Linked DNA regions of Cyprinus carpio: region 2 is linked to region 1. The links are chromatin contacts, called in public Hi-C maps. All regions are on one chromosome and are shown on one strand. Each heading gives the region's core, a stretch centred on a gene start, on an enhancer-like site or on the middle of the called end of the contact. The rest is flanking DNA. Distances are from core to core; before and after follow the strand shown.

Region 1 (2,632 bases), core at 73-2,572:
ACTATCCATTTAAGTAATCAATAAACAAAACCACAATACAGCAAGTAACAAATGCCTTATTAATAAAGTTAAAATTTATTTAGCAGGATATTAGATTGAGACATTAACAATAGTCAGTTATGAGAATTATTATACAGAAGTTTTATGAAATAACTACATTTTACCACTGTAGCCATCGCCATTCATGTTTTCTCATGACATTACAATGGTCAGGTGGTATAAGTTGTAACTCTTGAAAATTCTGAGTTTACAAGTAGTTGTAATTACAAGTTCTACAAGGACATGTCTAAAATTCGAAATTTCATAATTACTTAAATTCATCTACACGTATTGGGAGTGCCTTATAATGCCACAAACTAGGTTTTAGAACAGAGCCAATACGTTGCCACATTCTGTGACCTTGTGTAGTGTAGATGTTACAGATATTTTTAATTGTTTTCTTTTTTTAAGCATCTAAAAGCTTTCCTCAAACAGACAAAAGGATTCTGGATGAAATTATATGCTGATTAGTTTCATTCTTTGATTTCTTTACCTTGACAGTTTTTTGATTGCTCTTGTTTGTCAGCGTGCCAAAACTTGCAGTGTGTAACTGAACTCTAATGAACATTTCTCTGCTCTTTTGAAAACTCAACTTCAAGAGGAAATACCAAATTTCACTATGGTTACAACGGAGCATTTTATATCACCTGTATTGTAAGATCTTTAATTTCAGTTCTCAAAGCCTGATTCTTTTTTTCAAGTGTTATTTTCTCTCTGTGAATACTTAGTCTGATGTGAACAATGAGAGCATTATAACTCAAAGAGGCAGTCCAGCCATTACATGGCAATTATCTGTGGTAGTCACATGTGATTGAATGAGGAACTTAAACAAGACATTCCACAATTCAGTCTGCATAGAGGCTTGAACTCAAGGTCTCTCCATAGAGAGATCAGTTGGGGCATTAAAAAAAATACTGAATACTAAAATAATGGGGGAAAAATTAAGTTGCACATCTGTCATCTGATCATTGGCTTGTCCAGTGAGATACGCACTGACAACAGTCAAGAATGTTTTTCAGTCTTTCAGTCAGTGCTCTCTAAAATGTGCACATCTATTTATTCCCATATTTATTTATTATGTTTTATTATATTGTTAGTCTCTCATTTGATTGATTGCATCAATCCGTATCAATTTATCATTATCCCTAGTTATATCCCCTCAGTTTTAGAGCAACCGTGGGAAGTCTGTCTCATTTGTTTTGTAAATGGAGGCCTTGCAGCTGTTGAAATAATGGACCCACTTATCTGTTGGCCACCCAGTCCTCTGCAATATCTTCCTCCTTGAGTCTGTTTTCTATTATGAATCAATCCTTATACATGTTCACCAACAAACAAAGATACAGATAATACTAGCACTGTGGTGTTTTTATTTTTCTGAGTTCATGATAACTTTGTTTTCTTAACCTGGAAAGCTTCAAGAAGAGAAAGTCTTATTTTTAATCCTAAAAGATTTTCAGTCTTGCCCTACTTTCGTTTTTACTGTGTTGCATGATTGCACAATTGCTGTGGTTTCTCTTGAGCACAACATCTGAATGGTTCTTTTTGTTTAGTTTGGTGGAAATTGTCACCAGTGCACGCAGCCTTCATTTAAATGCTTGTTAAAGCATGGCTCCCCATGTTAACTGTAAATGCTACCACATTACATTGTTATTGACATTTTTGATTTACATGTCTGTCCTGAATGACTGCTGATTCTGAAATAACTCAATCAGACTCCATTATTGATTAAATTCTGTAATACTGAACTTTTACACTGGACTATCAAGACTGTTCACACCAAAGTATTCAGCAGAAAAAAATTGTCTGTTCAGACCAATTTTAGAAAAGCAGAAATGCCCTGGTTTTGTGTAACAGCAGCAGCTTTGGGCATGTAACCAAAAGTACAAATGTTGTTGGTTGGCCCAGTTTTCTTCGCCATCCGATCGAAAATATAATCTCTACATGAAAATGTTAAAATGTTTATTGCATCAAATTTTTGCACTGAATATTAATCTTTGGGTGAACTGTCCTTCATTCCAAAAAAAAAAAATCCTTAAAATGTAATTTCAGAATTTATATTTGGAAATATGGTTCCAGACCTGGAACATTTATCTGGAGCATCAGCCATACTAAACCAACCATCACCAGATGCCTTTCACAGGGCATTACTCCGGTGGAGTCATTTGAGATTCATTGTACAGCTAATGTTTTCCCCCACCCACATTAGTGGCATCATTCTGCTGTGTATTGAGTTGCTTGTAAAATACCACATCTTTAACTGTTTGATGACTGCTCGACTACGGGGAGGATGAACAAACACCCTCTAGCCAGAGTTCACCTTTGACACTGCACTGAAATCAGCTTTCGTCATAATCACACACTGCTGAAATAACCAGGCCACATGCAGATTTTTTTCAGCTCTGGGGAAAAAAAAAAATTATATTTAAATGGGAAGCTGGTTGTAGTTCAGTAGAGAGGGGCGGCTTCTAGCCAGAACCTTAAACCTACAAAAACTCAGGCCTCTCTTTCTGATGCATGATTTCATTCTCCTTTCCTTTTCACAGCCATGGACAGAGATTGTTTTAAAATGTGTCTCATAGACTCATAACTGGTG
Region 2 (2,632 bases), core at 96-2,595, 55 kb after region 1:
TAGCAATTCAGTCTGAGTTTGAATGAATTTTGTAAATCCTTATCCAGTAATCAATCACAAATGACTGGAAAGGTCATAGAAAACTCATAGGAATTCATCACTGAATTTTTTTTTCGAATTTGACCTTTCACAAATAGTTCACACATTGCTCAGACAGCATTTGATAAACTGTTCTTCTGATACTGTAGAAAGACTGGTATCATTTATTTCTTTATTTGTATTTAGACTTGATGCTGAAGTAGCTGTGCTTTAGCTGTACATACGGGGCAGATTTTGGGCTTTGTGGTGAGCCGGCGTTGAGCACCAGAGTGCTGATGAATTTGATTAGAAGCGGCCAAAAGGCTTCGTTCACTCCCGCTCACACATTGTTAGCGACATTACTGCTTATGCATCAGTGCCCAGTTTCCTGTGAGTCAGTGTTAAAGCTTGCACAAGCTGTTCTCTCGTAAAGATTAGAAAACGCTCACCTCCCTGACACCTCTCAAATGCCTGGGTCACTCCTGCAGTTTCACAGCAACTTACCGGCCTGTAAAAAGCTTATCGACCCCATCAGATGCACTTCATAAGCTTTGTTACTGCAGGAATCTGCAGTGCCCTCTTTCTTTGTGTCAACAGCACTGTATCTGCATTGATTGATGTTTGAGGGCTTATTGAGAGAGAAAAGGGTTAGGCCAAACTTGAAAGTCTGATGTGGGCTGATCAGCTTTCTGCTCACACACGCTTCTGAACACACAATTGTAGGACGCTGAGACGGGAACAAAATGAGTGTTTGAGATGAGGAAGTGATGTACCGATGGAGTGCGTATCTGAACGTGTCTCAGATAAATGTCAGGAGCAAATACTAAATGCTAAAGAGTATTATAGCAGTAGTCCAGCAAGTCAAGTGACTAGGTTGTCACACTTATGGAAAATCTGGAAATATTAGAACATTTCAGAGATGTTATTTTTAGACATTGGAAGTGTTTTTTTGTACTTTTAATTAGATTTTTTTTTTTTATAATGAACTTTACATTTTTCTTTTTTGGTTTTTGATTTCTAAAATCCTTCTAAACTGCAAACATGGAAAATCATGGAAATATATTGTTCAAGGAATGTGGGAACCCTGAACTGAATACATCCAAAATGTCACCTTTCCTTGACAGCAGGCGTTTGTGTACATAAGTAGGTTGTAAGACAACATCTGACAGTTTTATCATAATCTAGAGCCAAAGCAGATTCTCAGCGAGTTTTCTTCCATGACAAGGCTTTATCTGTTTCCTGGAATGTGGAAAGTTCAGCTCAGTTGTGGCGATTTGCTTGTGTTTGATGTGTCTGTTCCCATGGTCACATGCCCTTGTGAAATATTTTCAGTCACAAAGCCAGGCGGTCTGTCTGTTTGACCATCTCCCCTGTACAGCACAGCCCACAGGACAACAGTAGAGGATTGTGAACTGTGGTGTCTGTCAGTGAGTACAGCAAAGAACGACAGTTAAAATAAGAATGTTGCCATTTATTCTCTTCTTTGTGTATCTGTTCTCTCTATGCAGTATTGATGTGTTGCTTTGAAGTCAGTTTGTAATAGGGAGCTGACCTTGGGTAAATGTAAAAACTGGAGCGAAACTGGAGTGGAATGATGACAGAATGCTTTGAGTAGGCATGGGAAATAGATTAGATTATACACTTTAATGATTTATTATCTCTTGTTTGTTATGTGATATAGGCCTTAATGCTGTTATTTTCAACCAGGGGGCCTTAGCAAACTTAAACCAGATGCCATTTGAAATAATCCAAAAAAAGTCAGATAAATATTTCAGATTTTAATTCACCCCCTTGACAACTTTTTCCCGCCTTTGGAAAACTAGGACTCTCACTATCTTGAAAACGCATAGATATATGAGGTAGTTTAATTTTAAAAGTTTGATTTCTAGATCATATATTATTTTTATTTTTATTCTTATCCTTAATTCTGAAAAACAATATGAAACATTAATTGAGCACCAAATCAGCATATTAGAATGATTTCTGAGAGATCATGAGACATTTTCTAATAACAAAAATAATAAAATGGTTATTTTAAATAAATGTAAACAAAATTAAAAAAAAAAAATAAATAAATAAAACAGTGGAAAATTAATAAATTATAAATGTAATAAAAGAATAATAAAATATAAAATGAATATATATATATATATATATATATATATATATATATATATATAATATATATATATATATATATATATATATATATATATATATATATATATATATGGCGTTACATAATCAGGATACAAAAATCTAGTAACTGTAACTCGTTACAGTTACATCAAAAACGGATTAAAAAACAGTATTCAGATTACAGTTACATTTTCTAAAAAGTGGGAATACTATCAGGATTACATTTGTTTAGTTTAAAATTAAATAAATGAGTATTTTGACAAAATAATGCTATTTAGGCGCTGCTTTATCATAATTCCTGGTTCTGTTGACCCTCACGTTGACGCGTGAGCCACCTGCTGGTGCGTGCGCAAATAACACCGTCCACAATTACTCTCCTCAAACGCGGGATGAGACGCTGCTACTCTACATTAATCAGGATGCTTCCTGGTGGGAAAAACGTTTTCATGTCTGGAAATTTCACAGTTATTTTGTT

What was found. A called contact is a pair of places that touch in the nucleus more often than the background predicts.
Region 2: a contact with region 1 is called in a Hi-C map of red blood cells, with 1.9 times the contacts expected there. The contact joins two enhancer-like sites. A contact is called at or near these places in 2 of 8 Hi-C or Micro-C datasets (liver and red blood cells).

Annotation. Positions count from the first base shown.
Region 1 is chrB5:13,013,544-13,016,175 of ASM1834038v1, forward strand. The region is part of intron 3 of LOC109060379 (flotillin-2a); the gene reads left to right. Among protein-coding and RNA genes, the nearest start is that of LOC109060379, 9.2 kb to the left of the region's middle. Within about 2 kb of position 1,323, at least 1 of the 8 cell types and tissues checked has an H3K27ac peak or open chromatin away from gene starts, as enhancers often do.
Region 2 is chrB5:13,068,241-13,070,872 of ASM1834038v1, forward strand. All of the region lies in intron 2 of LOC109110478 (protein FAM222B-like), which reads left to right. Among protein-coding and RNA genes, the nearest start is that of LOC109060367, 29 kb to the left of the region's middle. Within about 2 kb of position 1,346, at least 1 of the 8 cell types and tissues checked has an H3K27ac peak or open chromatin away from gene starts, as enhancers often do.